2 separate regions of the Mus musculus genome follow, and region 2 is linked to region 1. The links are chromatin contacts, called in public HiChIP or PLAC-seq maps. All regions are on one chromosome and are shown on one strand. The core of a region is the stretch at or near the end of the contact, and the rest is flanking DNA. Distances in the headings are between cores, read along the strand shown.

The links. HiChIP or PLAC-seq counts read pairs in DNA pulled down with a chosen protein or histone mark.
Region 2: a contact with region 1 is called in a FOXA1 HiChIP or PLAC-seq map of pancreatic cancer cells. The contact joins the promoter of Nfic here to the promoter of Btbd2 in region 1. A contact is called at or near these places in 2 of 115 datasets of contacts at active chromatin or transcription factors (bone marrow-derived macrophages and pancreatic cancer cells).

What each region holds. Positions count from the first base shown.
Region 1 is chr10:80,652,726-80,659,354 of GRCm38.p6, reverse strand. Btbd2 (BTB (POZ) domain containing 2) reads left to right here and starts at 2,861. Exons shown (of 9, transcript NM_145361.3): 1 at 2,861-3,225. The coding sequence starts at 2,870.
Region 2 is chr10:81,425,884-81,432,328 of GRCm38.p6, reverse strand. Nfic (nuclear factor I/C) reads left to right here and starts at 5,156. Exons shown (of 10, transcript NM_008688.3): 1 at 5,156-5,253. The coding sequence starts at 5,224.

The sequences.
Region 1 (6,629 bases), core at 1,612-4,111:
CTTTAAAGACGTTGGCAATGGCCTGGAGGAGGTGGTGGTCTTTAATTAAAGGCGTGCTGCCTGTAATCACAGCGCTAGGGAGGCAGAGGCAAGAGGATCTTTGAATTCCAGGCCAGCCTGGGCTACAGAGGTTGTTCAAGGACAGCCAGGGGGCTGTAAACCCTTGTCTCAAAAAAACAACGACGAAACAAACCAAAAAAAGTGGTGGGCAATGAAGCCTGAAATTCTGCCACATGGGAAAGTGAGAGGTTTGCTCTGAGCCTACAGAGAGACACCTTCTGTGAAAAGAGCAGAGGTATAATGATTCCTATTAGTGATGCACCTCAGGGGTGGAGCCCTGCCTAGAATCCCCCAATGAGGAGCGGATGTGGGGCATGGTCAGGGGTGGAGCTCTGGCTAGAATTTAGCTCTGCCTTGAGTTCCACACCCATCTCTTCCACAGATGATCAAAGTCTGCACCCTAAAAATAAGGAAGAAACACAAAGGTTCTTTAAAGGGAGGAGGAACGAGCATAAAAGGAATGTTCCGGGGTCACAGAATCAGGCTGCTGTTTGAAGTGGGCTAACGGCCTAGACATTTTCCTGCCCATGCATCCTGTGCTTTCTGTGGCCTATTACGTTTGTGTTTTTCTCTTTGAATACTGTCTTAAGAAGGTTACTTGTCCTAATGTCAGGTCTGTCTGTCCAATTGTTCAGTTTCAATCTGTGTTCACATATGGAGCATCTTGCCCGCCTCATGAAGTGGGGATTCTAGGTTTCCAAAGATGTCCCCCGGGATCGCAGGACCTCTGTGTGTGTGAGTGTGTGTGTGTGTGTGTGTGTGTGTGTGTGTGTGTGTGTGTTCATGCGCGTGCGTGTAACCCTCGCTGTCCTGGAGCTTGCTATGTAGACCAGGCTGACGTCATACTCACAGAGGTCTGCCTACGTCTCTGCCTGCAAGTGCTGGAACTAAAGGCATGTATCACCACACTCTGGGCAGAATTTACAAGCATGCATCTAATGCTGCCACCATGTGTGTACTAGGACATTCCGTTTACAATCCTTTCCTGTCCACTGCTAACTGGCTGTGAACCCCCTGACTGTCCCAGTGATCAAATCAGGCTTGTCATAAGCACTTCAAGAGCAAAGTCCCTAATGGCAGGTGTTTAAAGATGGCGGCCTAGGAGAGCTGCCTCAACTCCCAGCCTTTGGCTACAAATAACAGAAAAACAGAGCAGACTTGCCCAGAACAGTAAAGACATTTATTAGCTGTCAGGACAAAAGGCCCTGAGCTATTGCGGCTTGCAGGCAAGGCCTGATCCAGGCTGTTGAAATCTGTTTGGATGGTTTATCCTCGTGCTAGGATTCTTTCTTCACTTTTATTGGTCCCTCTGCTGAGCCTGTTTCCAGATGAGATTCGTGAGACTCAGGACTAAGCCAGTCAGTCCCTGTTAATTAACCTGTGGAAACAAAGCTTGCCCTCCTTCCTCTCTTCCCCTTCTGCCTCCCTGAGTAGCTTTGTCCACCTTTGAATTTGTGATCCTCCTGCCTCAGGCTCCCAGTGCTAGGATGGCAGGTGTTGCCCACCATGCCCAGATACATAGTAATTCCTGCCCCTCCTCCAGTCTCTCCTTCCTCAGGCCTGGCCTGTCCTCTCCTCCTCTTTGTACCTTACCCCTCACTCCACTTCTTTCCCTTTCTGGGTTCACAGTCTAGTTTGGGCTCTTTTTATTATGGTTATTATTATTATTATTATTATTATTTTTTTTTTTTTGAGACAGAGTTTCTCTGTGTAGGCTGTCCTGGAACTCACTCTGTAGACCAGACTGGCCTAGAGCTCAGAAATTCGCCTGCCTCTGCCTCCAAAGTGCTGGGATTAAAGGAGCGCGCCATCACTGCCCAGCTAGTTTGGGTTCTTAATGTCCTACAGCCTAAGGCAGAGCCGGGATTGGCTAGGTTCAGGGGCTCAGGAGCATTGTGTGGGTGGGATCAAGGGCCTGAGACCTCAACATCCTCACTTCCTTCTGTTCCTCTCCGTTTCTCCTAACCTTCCCGCATTCACCATCTTCAAAGGCCTGTCCTTCTTCCTTTTTCCCTCCATCCCTATTCCTCTGTCGGCTTCCATCTAGACCCTGTGGCCCCGCCCTCTAGCCCCGGGGTGCTCAGATGCACCACGCCCCTTCACCTCAAGTCTGGGCCTCTTTCCTCCACTGTGTGATCTCCTCCTCCTCCTCCCCTCCCCTCCCCTCCCCTCCCCATGCTGTCTTTCCTGCTTCTTTCCTCTGTCTGTCCTTTACCTCTCCATGCCTTCCCTGCCTCTCCTCATCCTTCTCCTCCTGCCCTTGCTCGAATCCAGGGATGGCCTGCGCCTCCATGGCCCGGACTACCTCCCCTACCTCCTGTCTCTGCTCCTCCCCCGTTACCACATCCTTCTCTTTCCTCCCATTCAACCCCTCCTGTTGCCCTCCTCTCTGTCCCAGTATCCATTTCTCCCTCTCATTTCTCTCGGTCCCTTTTTCCTCTGTTTCCCCTTCTCCTTCCTCCTCTGGCATTTCGGGGCCCTCCTCTTCCTTGTCTCACCAATCCTGGGCCTAGCCCTGCCACGCCCATCCTCCCTCCCCTCCTCTCTACGCTCACAATCGCTTCTCCATCTTCCTCTCCTCCCTCCCTCCCTCTCTCCCTCCCCGTTTCCCTTTCCAATCCATCCTCCTCCCTAGCCTTGCCCTTTCTTCCCCCTTCCCGTCCTCCCGTTGGCTCCTCCCTTTTTGTCTCCTCCCCTCGCCCCTCTCAGGTCTCGGCTCTCTTTAGCCCCGCCCCTCCCTTCCTCCTCTCAAACGCCCCGCCCCATGACCACGCCCTCCGTGGCTCCGCCCCCGCGCCGCAGCGACAAGATGGCGGCGGGCGGCAGCGGGCGCGCGTCTTGCCCGCCGGGGGTCGGGGCCGGCGCGGGCAGCCTGGGTCCCAGTGCTAACGCGGCCGCCGCCCCCAGCAACGCCGCTGCCTGCGCCCCGGTGCCTCCGCCGCCCCCGTCCCCGCCGCCTGGGCCCGGGACTGACGCGCAGGCCGTGGGCGACGAGCGCGACGACGCGGGCCCAGGCGCGCTGCTGCGCGAGCCCGTGTACAACTGGCAGGCCACCAAGCCCACGGTGCAGGAGCGCTTCGCCTTCCTCTTCAACAACGAGGTGCTGTGCGACGTGCACTTCCTGGTGGGCAAGGGGCTCAGCTCGCAGCGCGTCCCCGCGCACAGGTGGGCCGCCGGGACGCGCCCGGACCCTGCAACCCCAGACCCTGCATCCCCAGACCCTGAACCCCACCCAGACCCTGCACCCCAGGAACCAGCACCCTGAAACCCTGCGCCCTACCCGGGACCGTTCATCACAGACCATGCACTCCACCTGGACCCCGCACACTCTAAACCCCGTAGTCCACTCAGAGCCTGCACCCCCCCATTCTGTTCCCCCACCCGGATCCTGCACTTCACCTGGACCCCGCACCCCATGAACCAGCACCTTAGAACCCTGCACTCAAGACCTTGAACTCCACCCAAGACTGCACCTCAGACCTGCACCCCTATCCAGGCCCTGCATCCCAGGATCCTGCATCCCAAATCCTGCAGTCAGACCTTGCAGTCTGCTTGAACCCTTCATCCCAACCCTAATCCCAAGAGCCTGGACTGCACCCAGATTCTTTATTCCTAGATATTGCACCCCAGACCTTGCATCCTAGAACCCTGCACCCCAAGAATCTGCATTCCACCCAGGATCATGTACCTCAGACTCTACACCCCACCCAGACCTTTCACCACCCCTGGACCCTGAATCTGGAGCCTCAGGCTCTTACCTTAGGATTCCTGACCCCTTCACCTGAACCTGGTTCCCACAACCCCCTTCCCCCACAGTGTACTTCCTAAACATGGGAACCTGGAGGTTCTGTTGGGTCCTGCCTGCCTTGAACCTGGTTCTAGGGCCATTTCATTTTATCCTTAGGTTCTGCTCCGTTCTATCCTGGATCCTCTCTGCTCTCTGAATCCATTAGTCACCCCAACATTCCTCCAGCTTATCCAGTTCTAGGGCCCCCTCCGTCCCCACCCATGACCCCTTAGATCCCCTTCTTACCCCATGTTCACACCTCACACCATCTAACCTACTGGCCCCATCAGAGACCCTTGCCTCTTGTTCCTCCAGCACTGGGCTTCCAGCCTGTCTGAGCCATCACCCCCAGACCTCACCATGGCCACGATGAGTTGAGCTCTTTGGGAGTGGGCAAGGGTCTGGCACAGCCTCAGAAAGGATTGAGGCCTTTTGCGAGTTCTGTGCAAGCTGTGGTAGCGTGTACCGCCTGCCAGTGCGGTTCTTGGCACATGACCTTTATGACCATGTGGGGTAGCTTGTCCAGCTTGATGGCAGGAATGGGGAATGTGGACGTGGGTGTGTGTGTGTAGCCCTCTGGGAAAGAGAGAAGTGGTCTCTTGCTGGAGGGGCAGAGGTGAGGGGAAGTGTTGACTCAGAGGTCTCTCACTCAGGTGGGGGCCGGAGCAAGAAGAATGGGGATGTTGTAGCCCCTTTACAGCTTGTGGAGAGTTGGGGGGGGGGGGCTTCACAGGTGGTACGGTGGGCAGTGGAGGACTTGGCTTCCAAGTGGCTGAGGTTTCTTAGTGGTGCTGTGGAGGGTTGCTAAGGGGTCGGCTGCCTGACTTGTTGGAAGGCACCAGAAAGACCCTTCAGGTCCTTCCTTCTTCTGAGCTCTCTGGGCCTTAGTTTCCCTACCTGTGAACTGGACTCATTTAGATAACCCCATCTGGGACTGCTCGAATGTGTTGCCTCTGTATTGTGCTTGTAACAGTCTCTCAGGGTTCAACACAGACGAGTCAGAAGGTAGCTGTGGGGAAGGGCCATAACTCCCTGGGCCTGGCTGCCACCCACCAACCATGTAGCTCAGGGTTGACTGTCAGTGTAGAATCCAGGAGCAACGTGTGTGGTGACCCAGACATGAACTCAGTTACTTCTTGGCTGAGGCAGGAGGACTGCAAACTCTACATCAGTCTGGGTAGCCTAGGGAGATTCTGTCAGAGAAACTATAAAGACTCAGGTGTGGTGGCACAGGCCTTTAGTCCCAGCACTTGGGAAACAGAGGCAAGTGGATCTCTGTGAGTTCAAAACTAGCATGGCCAATAGCAAGTTCCAGAACAGCCAGGGATACTTAATGCCACCCTGTCTCAAAAACTAAAGAAAGAGGGCGGGTATGGGGGACTTTTGGGATAGCATTCTAAATGTAATTGAGGAAAATACGTAGTAATAAAAATATTTAAAAAAAAATTAAAGATTAAAGAAAGCTATACAAGGAAACTGAAGGCTGAGGGCATGGCTTGGGAACCCCCAGTGAATGGCTGAGTGCGGACACATGCCAATCTGGTTCAATGTCCAGCGCTGAAAAGTAAGATTGTTTTAAGGCAGCTGGAGAGTGGCTCTGTGCTGAAGAGGGTTTGCTGCTCTTGCTGAGGACCTTTGGATTCAGCTCTCAGCGGCCACATTGCATGCCTTAAAGCAGCTTGTAGCTCTGGTTCTCAGGGTTCTGAAACCTCTGGTCCCTGAGGGCACTTGCACTCACAGGCCCAGAACTTAAAAGAAAGACTAAAGATTAAAGAACAGCTCCTCCTGGGGGCTGGAGAGCTGGCTCAGCAGTTTAAAGCACTGACTTCTCTTCCTGAGGTCTTGAGTTCAATTCCCAGCAACCACATGGTGGCTCACAACCATCTGTGTAATGGGGTCTGGGAGGATGTCCAGCAGCCTCATGTGGCCTGAACAGACCTGGGTTCCGGAAGCTGGCCTGCAGGACCTATGCATGCCTCACGCTGATGCTTTCCTTGTTTTGGGTCCTGAGGAAGAACCTAAGGGGGTGCGCAGGTAGCCGAGCTCTCTCCTAAGGCATACCCGGAGTCTCTGGATCCCTGTGGTTTCTGACCACTGTGTGACCACAGAAGCAGACAGAGCTACTGTAGTCAGAGTGATGGATGATTCAGAGTAAAGGCTTCTGCGGGACTCCTGGCCATGCTCCATCAAGGTCACAGATGACAAGGAGCTTTTCAGGGCAGAGGGGTGCCAGGCCCCTACTTTGTCTGGGTACCTGGACTGACACTGAAGAAAAGCTCTGTGACACCTGAGGCCACTCAGAAGCAGTGAGACAAGCTGATTGGTGTGTGCCTGTCACCCAGCCTGTGGGAGGGAGGCTGAGGCAAAAGGAGCAAAGATTTATCTTTGGCTACATAGTGAGTTAGAGGCCAGCCTGGGCTACATGAGTCTCTGTCTACAAAACAAAGCAGGAATTGAGAAGACAGATAACTAGATAAAGTTTGCACTGACAGAAAAGCTGGACAGACAACTAAGAAGATAAGGGGTCCTTGGAACAACCTAGGGGTTCAATGAAAGACCCTGTCTCAGTAGACAAAGTAGAGAGCACTCGTGGTGGACCCCAGTACTGACCTGGCCCGCAAATTCATTGAAAGGACCAGACATTAAGAGCTTTCAGCTAGGGTTGGATGTAGCTCAGTGGTGGAGTACTCCTGGGTTCGAGCCCCAGTCTTAAAGAAAATGTTTTGAGCAGCTATATAGTCTCCTTAGCTACTGTTGGACTCGGCTGTAGCCATAGGCAGGA
Region 2 (6,445 bases), core at 3,907-6,406, 770 kb before region 1:
TCAAACGCACTGTGGGTTGAGGTTCACAGGGTTCACCCAAGTTCAAACCCCAGACGTAGCAGGTCTTTGCTGGACGACTTTGGAGATTCTCATTCTCATTCTCTCTCTCATTCTCTCTCTCTCTCTCTCTCTCTCCTCCTCCTCCTCCTCCTCCTCCTCCTCCTCCTCCTCCTCCTCCTCCTCCTCCTCTTCTTCTTCTTCTTCTTCTTCCTCTTTCTTCTTCATTCATGAAACAAAAATAAAGACAGAACCGACCCGAAACTTGCTCCATAGTCCAGGCTGCCTTTGAACCCTCAAGCTAATCCTCCTGCCTCAGCCTCCACGGTGGAAGGGGCGCTGGGATGACAGCAGGCATGTGTCACCACTGAGACAGAGTTGAGAAAGTGACACACGACTCCTGCCTGTCTCAGGCCTGAAAATATTTACTCTGTGGCTTTTACAGAACAACAAAAACGTGAGTGACCTTGGAGTTAATGTGTGACCAGGCCTTGTCTGGAGCTGGGTCCCAACTCTCACTCCCCTCCTCCCCCACAACCACCACCACGTGGTCTGAGCATCTTGCCCAGGCTGGTTTTGAGCCTGTCACCCTCCTGCCTCATCCCGGACTGGCTGCTCTCCAACCCTTCTTCTCTGTTCTCACATCCAACCCGGAGTGGGGAGCTGCTAGGATTAACAGAGCACAGTTAGAGGTGAAAAGGGGAGGGGGCGGCAGCTCTGAGCCTGTCTCCGCGCGGTTAGTTTGAGAAGTGCCCCGCCCATCTTTGGCACCCGCTACCTTGTCTTCAGCCCTGGAGATGGCAGAGCCGGCGGTGTGCTGCTGGCTTCTCCGTGCTGTTCCACCTCAGGGAGGTGAACTGCCCTCTCTGAACTCCATGGGTTCGGTTACAGGAATGGGAATGTGGGTGGGGAGTAAAGGCCGGGACTAGGGGGGAATCTACCGGATGAAGAGGTGAGGGAAGGTGAACGGGCGTGCACTAGCGTGCCCAGGGCACCCACCCTCAACTGTCCCTCAAATTCTAGGTCAAAGCTTCTGGCTGCGACTTGGGGCCCGGGTGAGTGGCAGAGGATGGCAGAGGATCCCAGAGTGGACGCCCGGGGAGGTGCGGCGGAGGGGTGGGGACTGCCGCGCTCCTGACTCCTCCCGGAGTGGGGGGACACCTGGCCGGAGCAGAGCCTGCAGCGTGGCACCTGTCACTCCGGGCGTGCAGACTCCACTCCGCGGCCTAGAGGCTCTTGTCTGGCGCGTTGCGCCGTGCGCGACCCGGTGTCGCCTGCACGCGTGTCCGCGACCGCAAGTGTGCACGAGCACGCGCGCGCCCGCAGACGGCGGACTCGCCGCTGGGGATGCAAGCGCGGACACCGGAGCAGCGGCAGCCTCGGTCTGCAGCCGAGGACCGGCCGGAGCGCGGGCTGGGGGGGAAGAGGCGGCGGGGGGCGGGCCGGGGGAGGGTCCGCGGGCGGGGCGGGCGGCTCCCCACGCGCCTCCCCACGCGCCTCCCCACGCGCCTCCCCGCCGGCCGTCGCCTCGCCGCACAGCGCCATGGTACGTCTCCGCCCCCGCTCCCACTCCGCGCGGGGGACTTTCCCGGGGCGCCGCGCGTGGGGTCTGTGGGGAGCTGCGGTTTCTGGGAAGATGGAGGGAGGGAGGGATGATCGCAGTCCTCCCTCCCTCCCTCCCTCTCTCCCTCGGGGGCGGAGCCGGGCCGGGCTCGCCGGGACCCCGAGTGCGCAAGGGTCCCCGGTGTGGACAGTGGGGTGTGCGGGGCGGGGCTCCCGTGCTCCCCCACCCCGTCTCCACCGTTCCCCCCTCCCCGTCCCCACCCGCGTCGGGGGGGGGGAAACTCAGCGGCGGCGCGCGCAGCTTAGCGGAAAATGGCCGCTGCGCCCGGTCGCCCCGCCCACCGCCGCCGTCCGCAGCCCCCGGGACCGCACTCGAGAGGCTGCAGCCGCGGGCCAGGCCCACGCACGCGCCAACTCGGCGGCTGCGGGTGCGCGTGCGCGTGCCCGTGAGGAAGCTCGGCCCCGGCACCGGGCCGCTGCCACCGCCGCCGCCGCGTCCCTGTCTGCTCCGGAGGGGAATCCCCGCGCGAGTTTAGTTTTTTATATCATCTTCTAAATATAGACCGGCAAGGCCGAGCCGGCAGCCGCTGATTTTGCTTTGACCTCTCACCCCGTTGGAGGTGTTTGGAGAAGGGGAGCACAGGGGGAGCCTCAGGACACCCCAACTCCCGGTGCTCGGACCGCTGCAGTACATAGGCGGGAACGCGGCGTCCGCACAGACAGGCCCCGCCGCACAGCGACACCCCCCCGCCCCCCGCCACGGCCCGGCCCGCACGAGCTGTCACTAGCCCCAAGGGACAGCCCTCCTGCAGCCATACACCTCGGGGTCCCCTCCCAGAGCCAGTTTCTCCCCCCTGCAACATGAGAAGGGCCTCCCTTCGAACTCCTTAGCCATGCCACCACTCTGCCTGCGTGACCCCTGTGCGGCTTGCAGTGTTGGCTCGGTAGTGACACCCGGAGGGTGGGTGGAGTGGGGTCAGAGACTGAACCACTCCAGGAACTTTAGTCCTGCCTCAAAAGTTTGTTTAGGGGAAGCTGGGGGCGTGGCTTGAGGCGGAGCCCTACAAGAATCCCCAGTGAATGGATTGGGGGTGTGGCCACTGGTCTAGCCTGCAGAAGGACCTGGGTTTGGCCCAGGAGCAGGTTAACGCTATGGAAATATACGTAATCATAGCCACGCCCATTACCTCAGTTGTCCCTGAAGTGTCCTAGCTCAACTCTCAACCGCTGCTCTACAGCCCAGGAATAGCCACCATACAAGTCACGTAGTCAGTCGTTTATAAAGCTGCCTGTGTTCCCAGCCCTCAGGAGGTGTGTTGGGAAGGGAGAGGATGAGGAATTCAAGGCTAGCCTGAGCTACATGTGACCATGGCTGGAGCAAACCTACAGAAAAAGAAAGTGAAACGCTGAGTTCTCAGGCAGGGTCTGCAGCTGTGCATCTTAAGCAGGGATGACTGTGCCCTGGGGACAGTTGTGAGTTGTCACTGCCATTGTGTAGCAGTTGGAAACCAGTGTCAGAGACACCTTGTCCCAAACCCTGCTGGGTTAGTGACAGCAATTCCTGCCTGGGGACCCTGCCTGGATGGACCTTGGAGACAGCCCCAGGTCGCCCCCCTTTTTTCCTGGCTGTATATGATTTTAGGTTGTCCCTGGCTGAGGCTTGGGGCTGGGTTGCCCTGTGCTGGACCCAGTTGGTGGAAGTTTGTGTTGGTGGCCATGTCTCTCCCTTAGTGCAGTTGTGTTAGGGACAGTTCCAGAGGCAACTGTGGTAAGAATAACAACAGCAAGATGCCTTTATTTTTAGATAGCATCTCTCTCTGTAGACTAGGTTTGACCACAGAGATCCACCTGCCTCTGCCCCCTGAGCACTGGGGTTAAAGTCATGCACCACCATGCCTGGCTTTAATTTGTATATTTAGATTTATTTCTGTTTATTTTGTTATTTATATCTGTGTGCCCCACATGTGGGGGTGTCGGGGTCCCACGACCGTTGTGAGCTGCCATGTGGGTGGTGCTGGGAACCGAAACTGGGTTCCTCTGCTAGAGCAGCTGGGACTGTAACTGCTGAGCTGTCTCTCCAGCACCCTGACTTTTTATTTTTTTAACAAATGGGTCATATGCAGCTGAGGTACAAGTCTAGTGTCCTCCTGAGCCTCCCGATGCACCCTTGGCACATGGTCACCTCGGTGCTGGTGTCTGCTTGCATCTCCACAACCCAGAACATTAGACACCCACGGGGAAACTGAGGTTCAGGGAGAATGATGTTTATTGGCTGGGACAGAGCCACACATGCACACTATGCATGCATTGAACCTGCTGTGTGCTGTCCCTAATATAGGGAGGTGATCAGTATGGGCTCATGTAGCCCAGGCTGGCCTTTGGCTTCTGACACTCCTGCCTCTTCATCCCTGCTGGGATGACAGGTGTGGGCCCTGGTGTCCTGGACATCCCAAGGGCGCGCATCCAATCTGACAGGTGGTTTGGTCAGTATCCGTGGGTACTCCTAATAGTGTCACTCACAGGCATCTCCTGGGGTATGGACCAGGTGGCCGGTGTGCCAGGCAGGCACCTGGGACCCGACACCCCAACCAGTGGTTTCCTTCTCTGGGCCTTGGCTTCACTGGAATTACAGTGATAACGGATTAAAGCATCTTACTGCTCTGTAGCACACTCTCCCCCCAGCCCTCACATCCCATGTCCTTGGGTCCCTGGGAGAGAAATAATTGAAAAAGGCCTAGACTTGTGAGTGGACACTGGTGGCCGGGGTGGGGGTGTGCAGGCTTCTTCAGACGCTGCCTTCAGAAAGGTGATCTCCAGCTGGGCAAGGCCCAGCATACCTGTCTTCCCAGGAGGCTGAAGTAGGAGGATCCAGAGTTCAAGGTCATCTTTAGCTACATAGTGAGTTCAAGGCCAACCTGGGCAACATGAGACTCTGGCTCAAAAATAGTAATAATTAAAAGAAAGGAAGGAAGGGAAGAAAAGAGAAGAAAAATGAAGTTAGTTGGAGTGAGATTTCCCTGTGCCTCAGATTCCCCAAATATGAAATGGGCAGCCTGGACACTGATCTAAACTTGGGGACCTGGTTGGCCTGGATCACCCCACTCTGCTCTTTATCACACAGTAGTGTCAGAGCCTGGCCTGGCCTTGAGTCCTGCACCGCACCCTTCCCAGGGACCCCATACCTGCTGCTAGACCACTTATTGGCTTTTTAAGGGAAAGCCTCCCACACTGGTCCCCCTCTACCCTACTGGCAGTGGCCACTTTGAGGGCACAGGTGAGGGGACAGATGGAGTTTGGGGTACAGTTGGGGGCAGAGGCAGGCTGCTGCAGGGACTCAGGTGGGATGTGGGGGGCAGCTAAGGGCTCAGCCCCATCTCGTGGACCTGATCGCTGTGTCCTCCTCTACAAATGGATAGCTCTAGAGGGAGGGGACTAGGGGGTCCGCGTGTAGAGACATAGTTTGTTTGTTTGTTTGCTTGCTTGTTTGCTGTCGGCGATTTCTTTGAAAGTTGGATGCGGGCGGCAGGGAGGGAGCGGGGGCGGGCGAGAGGCGGCGCGGGGCGGGGAGGACGGCGGAGGGAGGAGCGGGAGGGCGGCTGCAAAAATGACTCAGTAAGTTCGGCGGCCGCTCGGCCTCTGCGCCTCCGGTGCCAGCGCCCCGGGATGTATTCCTCCCCGCTCTGCCTGACCCAGGTACGCACCCCGCTCCCGGCCTGGCCCCGGCCCGCACCCCGGCTCCACCTGGAACCGCATTCTTGCAGTCTGGAACCTCCCCTCCGCAGCGGGGGTGGGAAAAAAAAAGCGCGCGCGTCCTCTCTACCCACCCTCTTCCAGGCCAGGGTGTTCCTGGCATGGACCTGGGGTGCGGGCAACTCTTGAGATTGGGGATTCCATCCTCGTTAAGCTTGATTGCACACTTGGAACCCCATTTTCTGGGCCCCCACTTTGATCTAAATCGGCTGTTTTTGGAACTCTCTCTCGTCTTGGCTGGATGGGGGGGGGGGCTGGCGTCCTCCCCACAGCCCTCACCCTTTGCACCCAGGAAGTCTGGGTCCCCTCCAGATGGAGAAGAGAGTAGGTGTCCGCAGGAAGCACCCCACCCGCACGTAGAACGCTCCCCACCCGCCCGTAGGACTGATCTTGGGGTTCCCTGCTGCACTGTAGGTCTCCCTAGCTGTGCGGTAAAGGGACCCCTAGACTATTTGTTCGCGAGTTCTTGGTTTCCCAGGTGGCCGCCCCCCCCTCCAGCTGGCAGTGTCCCCCTCCATTTCAGGCCCACGTGTGCGCGCGAAGGGGGAGGGGCGCGCGAAGTTGGCGCGCGGGGGGAGGGGCAGTCTTGCGGGTGTCCATCGCGGGTCCCCCCCCTTCCCTGGCTCAGCTCCCCCCCAGCTCCGCATTGATTCTTGAATTATTGAGCCGAGCAGGCGCTGCCAGGCGGCTGGCGGGAGGAGCAGAGGCCAGGGCTGGAGGAGGAGGAGGAGGAGGAGGAGGAGGAGGAGGAGGAGGAGGAGGAGGAGGAGGAGGAGGAGGCCGCGGCGGCGGCAGGGGACTGGCGGACACTGCGTACTAGGTGGCCAATCCAGCACCTGCCCTGCTGTGCCCCTCTGGCTGGGTTCCAGCATCTGAGGGAGAGTGGGGAGGGGTGCATCCATCCCTCCAGGGGACCCCCCTTCAAGGAGCCCCCCAGCTGTGTCTGCCCCCTGGAATCATAAGCCTGTCTTTTCCAACTCCACAGCCTCTTGTGATTTTTTTTTTTTTTTTTTTGCTGTGTCTGCCTCAGTTTCCCCTGAAAGAGAGTGAGACATAGTGGTCTCCAGACTGTGTTGGTTCTGGGAATTGCAGTTGTCTGATGTCCTGAGGAGAACTTTGTGAGGGCCATGGTTGT